Linked DNA regions of Sus scrofa: region 2 is linked to region 1. Evidence: chromatin contacts called from public HiChIP or PLAC-seq data. All regions are on one chromosome and are shown on one strand. Each heading gives the region's core, a stretch centred on a gene start, on an enhancer-like site or on the middle of the called end of the contact. The rest is flanking DNA. Distances are from core to core; before and after follow the strand shown.

Region 1 (5,414 bases), core at 153-2,652:
GGTGAGAAATCTTGTCTCGTCACAAAGCTACAGGGAAACTGAAGTTCTCCTTGGAAAACTTAGGAGTCATATTGAACCTTTTTTGTGGTGTGATTGGACCCCTGGGCCATAATGGACCATAGATGTATAATAAAAGTGTGGTCCTGCCTAAAAGCTCAGGGATTAACTTGAGGCTCCCTGGAGGGTCTTCCTACTTTTTAATCTGTGGTTAAGATTTAATTTCCCCTAGAATGTTTTTGAAGAAGCTGACTGGATTAGGGGCTGTGTTGCTTTATTTGTAGTGATCCCTGTGGTCAGCTTCAGGTAGAGAGGCCACCTGTCCTTAAAGAGTGATGCTAAAGTTGGAACAAGACAAGACTTCATATTGATATTCACATTCACATAATCCAGTCCTATGTTATAGGAAGGATGTCTTAAGTCTTTGATTGTTTCTATTTTCCTAAACACTCCCTGAACTTGTTCTGTCGTTGATAATGAAATAATGAGGCAAAAAGCCTTATTCCGTTTTGTTTTGTTTTTTTTTTTTTTTTTGGCTGCACCCATGGCATACAAAAGTTCCTGGGCCAGGTAATTCAACCTGAGCCATAGAAGTGACCTGAGCCACAGCAGTGACAATGCCAGCTCCTTAGCCTGCTAGGCCACCAGGGAACTCCAAAAAGCCTTATTCTTTAATTCTCTCCCTGCTATATATAGCTGAGCCTTGCTCACCACTGCTCCCTTCACCCTCACATTGGCCCTGACCTCTGTTAATTCTAGTTTTTCTCATAGGTCACTTCCTCCTGACCCATCTGTTACTAGAGAAGCTGAAGGAATCAGCCCCATCAAGGGTAGTGAATGTGTCTTCCTTAGCACATCACATGGGAAGGATCCACTTCCATAACCTGCAGGGTGAGAAGTTCTACCATGCGGGTCTGGCCTACTGTAACAGCAAGTTAGCCAATGTTCTCTTCACCCAGGAACTGGCCCGGAGGCTAAAAGGTAGGCTTAGAAGAATGAGTGCTTGGAACATGATAATGTGAGAAAAAAGAAGTATACATGTATGTGTAACTGGGTCATCATGTTGTACAGTGGAAAATTGACAGAACACTGTAAACCAGCTATAATGAAAAAAAAAATAAAAATCATTACATAAAATTTAAAAAAAGGAAAAAATGAGTGTTGAGATACAAATCAATGGAGATATAAAAGGCATGGGAATGGGAACTGTTTCCTGGAGCCCATCCCCTGGGCGGGACCTGCTTCCACCTGGGTTTGGTTTTAGTTAAAGAGCTCACACCTGAATATTGGAGATAGCTGGCAGGTGATGGGGAAATTCTGACTTTGAGTCTGAAGGCTTGGCTTTAGCACTCTAGCTGCATGACCTGCAGCAAGTTGCTTAACTTGTCAAGACTTATTTCCTCAAATGTAAAATGGGGCTGCTTCATAGGTTATTATCATGATTAATGCAAGCTTCATGAGCAAGTCATGGTTTTTGACTCATAGTGAAACTAGACAGAAGGGAAGGCTGAGAGTTGGCACTAACTATAGCCATTGGGATAAAAGAGGTGCTGGGATCTGGAAGGGGTCTGCCTAACAGCAAAGGGTCAAATAAGAGGGAAATGTATGTTTGGGGAGGGGAGTTATAAATAAACAGAGGTCCTTAGCATGGTCTACTCTGGATTTCCAATAAAGAGAAAGGAAATCCAAGGTGGACAATTAGAGTTGCTTAGGATTGAGGCAGGCAGAGTTCAGTCTGAAGGAATCAGACACAGGTGCCCCCCTGTTGGAACAGGCTCATCAAACCACATGGACAGCTGTGAGATGGGGAGGAAAGTCTATGCCCAGGGCATAACATCCTTTATCAGCTTGGGAAGGACCAGGGTAACTGGAAGGTGAAAACTACCCACAGGTTGATCACGGAGCAAGGATGGCCCAGAGGTAGAGAGATGGGCCCAGCTGCGAGGATGAGATGGAAGCAGAGGATACTTGAGTGAGGAAACCTAACAGGTGTGAAGGTTAAATAGCTGTGATGCAATGAAAGAAACCTGGGCATGATGCAAGAGTCATCTATTCAACAGCCATGTATTCAGTGTCCGTGCTGTTCTACACACTGGATTAGGGGCTCCGAGGTGGAGTGGTTCACATTCGGCAGGGGGGAGAGGTAGTTCACAAGTATGTATACAATGGCAGAATAAATCTAGAAATGCATGAATCATTCTCACTGTAAAAAGTTCAAATAATATGGAAGTATATAGAGGTGAAAAATCCCCTTCACCTATTCTCCTCTCTCCCCCTCCTACTTTGATCCCTTCAAGAAACCACTGTCAACAACTTGATAGACACCTTTCCAATCATTTCCTTGTGCACTTAATGTATACACTGTACGTAAGGAACTGAAATTCCAACACGATGTCTTGGAGATCTTTCCATATGGTACATTTTCCGCATTCCTTTTGTTGGCTGCATTGTGTTTCATAGTATAGATATGCCTTAGTTTATTCCTTTCCTTGGCAATATCTGGTTTGCTTTTTGTTGTTGTTTAATTTAAATGGTGACAAATGCTCTAAAGGGGAATTACAAGGACCTATAGTGGGTTGGGGGGCAGTGGCGGGACCCTTATTCAGTCTGAGGGCTCAGGGAAGACTTTTCTGAGGGAGTGCGTTCCGGGCTGAGGCCTTGCAGGATGATTAGAAATTAAATGGGTTATAGTGGGAGTTGGGTGAGGCAGCAGAGGGGGCGGAGGAACATTCCAGGTGAAAGGAAGAGTCTGGGCTCCACTTGAGAAAGTGAGACAAGACCTTCATAGTTAGAATGTAGAAAGCAAGAGGAATGGAGGTCTGAGCTGAGATTGGTGAGGCAGAGGTGAACTCCATAGGGGCCACGGTAAGGATCAGTGTTTATTCTAAGAACATTGCAAAACCTTTAAAATGAAAGCCTTTTTAAAGATAGGGGCAAGAGTGCATGCAGCACATGATTTCGGTGGTTGGGGTAAGAAATAAGGTTAGCTTAGACCGTGGTGGTGGAGATGGAGGGTAGTGGACACTGCTGAGAGATATTTAGGATGTGAAAACCAGAGTGCTCGTTGGCTGGAGGTGCATGGTGAGATGGGGAATTCTTAAAAACTGGTCCTTTATGCCTGCCTCCTTAAAAGAACCAGGTTTCTTTCACTGGTTCTTTCAACAAGTCAGGCAAACACTGTTAGAACCAGGTTTGGCCTTAAATATATGAAGTCAATTTGGACCTCTGAGTCTGCATTACTATGGGTCATCTAGAATAGACATCAAGTGGAAAATAATGCAAGTTCACAGTCCTTTATCTGCGATTGTGAAATCCATAAAGACCTGAAAATTCAGTTTTTTCATAAGCTTGATAAAAACTTCACCTGTACTAGGGAGAGTAGGTAATAGACATTTATATGTATATTATATATGTATATACATATATACATGTATATTATATATATATATATATATAATTGAATTATCTTTATAAACTCAGGGAAAAAAATTGGAATCATTTCTGATCCCAAAGTTTCTAGAAAAGAAAAATTGGTCCTGAAATAGATATCATTTAGCACTTACTATGCGCCAGACACTATTCTAAGCTCTTTTACATAGGAACTCATTTAATCCTCAGAACAATTCTGCGAGGTGCAGATATTGTAATTATCCCCATTTTACAGATGCAGAAACTAAGTCACAACATCAGGAACTTGCCCACGGTCACACAGCGATAAAGCTGAGATTTGAAACTGGGCAGTCTGACGGCAAAAGTGAGTGTTCTAAAGTTACAAAGAGGGAGTTTAGTGAGCCATGAGAACTCTTAACATTTAAAGTTTGGGTAGAAACTAATTAACTGGTCCAGGAAACTGGAGGGAGCACCCAGAAAGTTTAGAAAAATCAGAAGTATGGAGTCATGGAAGCCAATGGAAAGGAAACTTTAGGAAGAGAATGGTCAACAATGTCAAGTGCTTCTGAGAGGTCCTGACTCTGCTGCTTCCTAACAGTTAATAACCTCTCTGAGCCTTAATCCTAATCTTTGAAATGGAGATATAAATTACTGGGAGGAGTGCTTGAGATAACATCATGGGAAGGGAGTCCACGTAGGGCAAATGTTTATTCATGTCATTTGTTCTCTTTGGCCGTTTGGCAACATCAAGTCCTGTCTTCCTTTCTCTACATGGTACCCCCACAACAGGCTCTGGCGTTACAACATACTCAGTACACCCTGGCACAGTTGACTCTGAATTGGTTCGGCACTCATCCCTCCTGAGATGGATTTGGTGGCTTTTCTCCTTCTTCATCAAGACCCCTCAGCAGGGAGCCCAGACCAGCCTGTACTGTGCCTTAACAGAAGGTCTTGAGGTTCTAAGTGGAAACCATTTCAGGTATGAATGTATTTTGGTTTTTTGTTTGTTTGTTTTTTGTCTTTTTGCTATTTCTTGGGCTGCTCCTGCAGCATATGGAGGTTCCCAGGCTAGGGGTCGAATCGGAGCTGTAGCTGCCGGCCTACACCAGAGCCACAGCAACTCGGGATCCGAGCCGCATCTGCAACCTACACCACAGCTCACGGCAACGCTGGATCGTTAACCCACTGAGCAAAGGCAGGGATCGAACCAGCAACCTCATGGTTCCTAGTCGGATTCATTAACCACTGCGCCATGACGGGAACTCCTGTATCTTGTTTTTGAAAATGGAATTTTATTGCCCATAGGAAATAATTTGGATTTGTCTAGTATACTGTACCCTTTAAAAATTTTTTTTTAAATTTTTTTAAAGTGAAGTATAATTGATTTGCAGTGTTGTGTTAGTTTCAGGTGTACAGCAACATGGTTCAGTTTGTACATATGTGTTCTTCTTTCGGATTCTTTTCTCTTAAAGGTTATTACAAAATATTGAATATAGTTTCCTGTGCTGTCCGTTTCAGTTATCTATGTACTGTTTTTAAAAAGAATATTCTCCAACATAGCTTCTGTATCTTGACTCTAAAGGTTTTACTTTTTAATAGCAGAATTTGACCCATTCACATTTTTTTGGTAACTGCTAGGTTTGATTTTATCCATGCCATCTTTTGTATGGATGATTATACTTTCTGTCTGTTTCTTTTCTTCCTACATTTTGTTATGTCAGTCTAGTTTTCTTTGTTCCATTTTGGACTTCTTGTTCTATTTTTTCACATTGAAACGAATTTGAGGAGTTCCCCAGTGTCTCGGCCGGTTAAGGGACCAGTGTTTTCACTGTGGCATGGGTTTGATCCCTGGCCCAGGAACTTCAGCATGAGTGAACTCCCTTCTTGAATAAGTGAAGACTTTTTTTTTTTTTTTTGTCTTTCTGTCTTTTCTAGGGCCAAATCTGAGGCATGTGGAGGTTCCCAGGCTAGGGTTCTAATCGGAGCCGTAGCTGCCGGCCTACACCAGAGCTACAGCAGCACCAGAT
Region 2 (5,357 bases), core at 754-3,253, 100 kb before region 1:
TTTGTTTTTTTAGGGCCGCACTTGCAGCATATGGAGTTTTCCAGGCTAGGGGTCAAATTGGAGCTGTAGCCGCTGGCCTGCACCACAGCCACAGTAACATCAGATCCAAGCCACGTCTTCGACCTACACCACAGCTTACGGCAACGCTAGATCCTTAACCCACTGAGCGAGGCCAGGGATCGAACCCGCAAGCTCATGGTTCCTAGTCAGATTCGTTAACCCCTGTGCCATGACGGGAACTCCCTGGGGTGCACATTTGATCCCCAGCCCAGCACAGTGGGTTCAGGATCCAACATTGCCGCAGCTGCGGCGTAAGTCGTATCTACCACTTGGATCTGATCCTTCTCCCGGAGCTCCATATGCCGCGGGTTGGCCAAAAAAAGAAAAAAGATAAATAAAAACAAAACTCACACCACCTTTTACACACATACAGTACATGGTGATACCAAATTGGCTTTTACACACTGTGCTCTCCCTGCCCCACTGAGAACCACTAATGTACTAAAGTCACTTGCAGGGAGATTGGTGGATACGTCAAGGGAACGTATGCTCTCTGCTCCCCAGTCTGGAGAGGACTGAGAGCTGGGAACACACCACATGAGTCACATCTGGGTGGATGAGCTGGGAATTGGGAGGGTCCACAGGGGGTTTTGCTAGAATTATGACACAAGATTCAAGAACCTTGAGCATAGGCCTATCGCAGGCAGCAATAAGCAGAATGATCCAGCTTTCTGGGCTCTGTCGTTAGAAGGTTTTTGCAATCACCAGGTGTCAGGAGTAAGATCATAGGCAGCTGTCCTAGTAACAAGAATCCATCCGTAACCCAGGGAGAGGATGTCAAGTCCAGGACACTAGAATCTACCAGCACCTCCAGGGAATGGTAATGATGTGGCCTCTGTATGGACCAGGAATGCAGGACCCTGGTACAGTCTGTATACGCTCTCCCAAGCAAGGGTTCAAAAGAACCAAAAAGCAACAGGTCGCTGGTGAGCGCCCAACATTCATTCAGCGTGAAGGCCTTGCCTCAAATAAAAGACCTGAGTGTCCCAGGGTGTCCCTGCTCTGTGTATTGACATCTGACATTTGATGAGTGCCTGCAGAGCTCCAGACACCATCCTAGGCCCTCGTTTTATCTGTAAAACTCCCTGTCATTATGTCCATTTTAAAGATGAGAAAACTGAGGCAGAGGAAGGTTAACTAACTTGCCCAGGTCACAGAGCTGCTAAGTGATGGAGTTGAGACTCAGAGTGTCTGACTCCAGAGCCTTTTTGCCCATGTACCTCGCAGTCCTCATGCTCACCTTTCACCCTGGAAATGCAATAGCAACACCTGTTCTGATAAGACCCCATGGAACCGCATCACTGTCCTTTTCCTCCCTGCAGCTACATCAGCAAGGTAGACGTGCTGAATATTTTAGTTGCTGCCGCCTATCGCCACGTGCCATCTCTGGATCAGATCTTGCAACCGGCTGCGGTAACCAGGCTAAGGAACCAGCTCTTGGAAGCAGAGTACTATCAACTGGGCGTTGAGGTGAAGCTCTGACCAGGCTGACATCTACCCCGCTGCAACGAGTTACCTTTGCCTAACCTTGCGGATGGGAACTGCCACCTCCTCAGTTGTCCTTGGCCACAGGGAGCATCTAGGGTGACCAGTTTGCCCGTGTGGGAGGAATAGCAGGTGCAGGGGTCGGGAGGGAGATGATTGGCAACAAGGGGATAGGCTAGGTCTTTGGAAGGCTCAGGCCTGGCTGTAGGTACCCCTCCTAAGAGAGCAGCTTTCCCTCCAGGTCTCCACAAAGACTGGCCTTGATACCACTGGGGCGTGGCACGCGTGGGGCATGGCCTGCCTCAAAGCTGGAAACCTCACCGCTGCACGGGAGAAGTTCAGTCGCTGTCTGAAGCCCCCTTTCGACCTCAATCAGCTGAGTCATGGCTCCAGACTGGTACAGGATGTGGTCGAGTATCTGGAGTCCACGGCGAGGCCACTCCTGTCCGTGGTAAGAGCACGTGAGCAGAGCATCAGCTCAGAGTGGGAGGCCCGGGAGCAGTAAAGGCCTGGGGAAGGGATCAGCCTCCATCCAGCTGACAGCAGCAGCCCTGGCTCTGAGCTGTCAGGTTTGGATTTTGTTCTTCCCATTATATATGGTCAGATAAGTAATAAAGAGTCAATCTTCTTTTTTGAAAAAAGAAAATATAGGGAGTTCCCTGGTGGCAGAGCAGGTTAAGGATCTGGTATTGTCACTGCTGTGGCTCAGGTTGCTGCTGCAGTGTGGGTTCAATCCCTGGTCTGGGAACTTCCACATGCCATGGCTGTGACCAAAAAAAAAAAAAAGGGGGGGGACACTACGGAAAGCTGCTTTTAAAACAATGAAAATCACTTATAATCCTATACCCAGACTTTGGCAGTATTTAGATTTTGGCAAGTATTTTGTTATTTTTTGAATTAAATTGTGTTATACAGTTGATAATATCTATAATGTTACATCCTGCCTGTTTCCTACCCATAAAACTGCAGAGTGGGAGTTCCCCTTGTGGCTCAGCAGAAATGAGCCCTGCTAGGATCCATGAGGATGTGGATTCGATCTCTGGCCTCGCTCAGTGGGTTAAGGATCTGGCATTGCCATGAGCTGTGATGTAGGCCACAGACGAAGCTTTGATCCCTTGTTACTGTGGCTGTGGCATATGCTGGCAGCTGCAGCTCCGATTAGACCCCTAGTGTGGGAACTTCCTTATGCCAAGGGCACAGCCCTAAAAGGACACACACGCAAAAAAAAAAAAAAAAAAAAACTACAGAGTGGGCTTTTTTCTACCTTGTTAAGCCATCTTTGAAAGCAATATTCTCGGAGGCTGGGCGTTTCCTGAGTGGCACTCTTCCCTCATACCCTCTCCTCTCTTGGTAGCAAGATGACGATTACCTGGCCACCTTGAAAGAGCTGGAAGCTACACTTCGGACCCAGAGCCTCTCTCTGGAGGTGATTCCCGAAGGGAAGATCATGAACAACACCTACTACCAAGAATGCCTCTTCTACCTGCATAACTACAGCACCAACCTGGCCATCATCAGCTTCTACGTGCGGCACAGCTGCCTCCGGGAGGCCCTGCTGCACCTCCTCCATAAGGTGGGACATGCAAACGTGGCACTGCTGGCTTGACCCACCTGACTTTCAGGGCTTTAACCCCCCCTTATACTTAACCCAGGGTTGAGCTATGAGACCACCTCTGGCACAGTCAGGTCCCAGTGGAAGATTCTGTCTAACCACATCACAGTTGGATGAGTGTGCATTAAGTCTTCACCTGAATCTCAGATTGCCCTTCTTCTCCTTTTTAATTTTTTTATTATAGTTGATTTACAGTGTTCTGTCAAATTCTTCTATACAGCAAAGTGACCCAGGCATACATCTATACACACTCTTTTTCTCATATTATTTTCTGTCATGCCCTATCATAAGTGATTGGATCCAGTTCCCTGTCTACACAGCAGGACCTCATTGCTTATCCATTCTAAATGTAATAGTTTGCGTCTATGAATTGCAAACTCCCCATCCATGCCATTCCCTCATCTTCCCCCTTGGCAACCACAAGTCTGAGCTTCATGTCGGTGAGTCTGTTTCTGTTCTGTAGATAGATTCATCTGTGCCATAGTTTAGATTCCACATATAAGTGATATCATACGGTACTTGTCTTTCTCTTTCTGACTTACTTCACTTAGTGTGAGACTCTCTCTTTCCATCCATGTTGCTGCAAGTGGCATTATTTTGTTCTTTTTTATGACTCAGTAGTATTCCAAGATTACCCTTCTGATTGTCAGTGACAGATGTTATCCCTTCTCCCCAAATGTATAGCAGAACCACATGATAGCTCAGAGCATGGTCTCTGGAATAAGATGCTTAGTGTGTGACTGTGGACAAATTGCTTAACCTCTCTGTTTCCACACACCTCCCACCTGCCCTGGGATCGTGTCCTGCTACTGACCCAGCTGCTCATCCACTCAGAGTTGTTACTGCAAAGGCCAGGAAGCACCCAAGGCACAGATCCTTTATTTGGGCCTCAAGAGTCTCATGGGATGAGAGTGTGCTCTCCTTTCCTCCCCACCTCACATCCTCTGCCCTCCTCTCACAGGAGGCCAAGGCACCCTGAAGTACAGTATTTCTTTGGAGCTATGGTTAAGCCAAGTCAGGACTTGGCTTGACCCTTTGGCCTTCCCTTTTTTATTGGAATATCCCATGAAAATTTTCTGAGGAATTGACCGATTCGTACAAAATTTCATATAAAATTAAAGGAATTCGACTTACACTTTAGTTTCGGTCTGCTGCCCTCATCCAAAATGGCAGCTAGTGAAAGCTTACAGATGGTAAACTTCTCAGCATTTCTCCAGGTGAGTCAACAGTACACAGAGTATGATAACTGTACCTGCTACAGGACAGTGAAAGGGCAATATTTTCATACTGCCATAGCTACTGTGTCTTAACTATTAATCGGCTCCCAATACCATCGTAAAAATTATATTATTTGGTGTTTAATTCCTAACCTTTTTCCTTTTCCTCGGTTTCCAAATGAGCTGTGAGGTGAAACTGCTTTACCCCACCCAGTTCTGTTTCTTCTAACTGATGACCAGTCCAGAGCGTTAAGCTGCTTACTTACTTATTTCGGTATAAGCTGACGACAGCACTGCCCCCGCTTTACATTAGTCAGAGCTAGGAGAAAAGTCTTCTTTTTATCTCTTGTAATCACAGCTACCCGTGAACTGAAATATCTTACCTTCTCAAGCAGGTGGGGAACAACAGGAAAAAAAGCAAAACAAAAAAACATTGTGCAAACTGACTAAATGCCAGAACATGGAAGATGTGGTGTTTCTAGCCCTATTCTTTGCTTTTTCACCACTTACCACCACACTATCCCAGAGTGGGCTTTTCAAAACATAATACATATTATTTATGTTATTCCTAATTCATGTTATTCCTGTTTCTCTAAAAGGTGGGTCCTTCATGGCCACAAGATGAAGTCCAGATTCCTTATGAGTACAGGACCCAGCAGGACCAGCTCCCCATATTTCTCCAGTTTATTCTCACTGCAAATCCTATCTGTGCTTTATAGTCCAGACCTGCTGGATTACTTAAATTTTCCTGCCTGTACCTTGCACTTTCTTATGTCCATGAGTCTGCACTGCTGATCACCCTGCCTAGAAGGCCAGACCCCTCCTTGTTTTCTTGAAACACTCCTGTTTATTCTTCCAGACCCTCTCTGTTGAGCCTTTACCTCTTCCTATAACCACCACTGTACCTAGAATATAGCTCTGTTATTGCATAAGAATCGCAACTGTTCATTTATAGTTGTGTTTTCCCACCTGGACCGAGGAGA

The links. HiChIP or PLAC-seq counts read pairs in DNA pulled down with a chosen protein or histone mark.
Region 2: an H3K27ac HiChIP or PLAC-seq map of alveolar macrophages shows a contact between it and region 1. The contact joins two enhancer-like sites. A contact is called at or near these places in 1 of 5 promoter capture datasets (fetal liver), 3 of 47 Hi-C or Micro-C datasets (epiblast stem cells and liver) and 1 of 2 datasets of contacts at active chromatin or transcription factors (alveolar macrophages).

The regions. Positions count from the first base shown.
Region 1 is chr7:91,431,304-91,436,717 of Sscrofa11.1, reverse strand. RDH11 (retinol dehydrogenase 11) reads left to right here. Exons shown (of 8, transcript XM_005656347.1): 4 at 1; 5 at 769-978; 6 at 3,662-3,751; 7 at 4,177-4,366. Among named protein-coding and RNA genes, the nearest start is that of RDH11, 19 kb to the left of the region's middle. Within about 2 kb of position 1,402, at least 2 of the 83 cell types and tissues checked have an H3K27ac peak or open chromatin away from gene starts, as enhancers often do. A contact at or near this core is called in alveolar macrophages, where this site is marked.
Region 2 is chr7:91,531,882-91,537,238 of Sscrofa11.1, reverse strand. ZFYVE26 (zinc finger FYVE domain-containing protein 26) reads left to right here. Exons shown (of 42, transcript XM_021099396.1): 33 at 1,383-1,530; 34 at 1,787-1,996; 35 at 2,900-3,118. Among named protein-coding and RNA genes, the nearest start is that of RDH12, 53 kb to the right of the region's middle. Within about 2 kb of position 2,003, at least 2 of the 83 cell types and tissues checked have an H3K27ac peak or open chromatin away from gene starts, as enhancers often do. A contact at or near this core is called in alveolar macrophages, where this site is marked.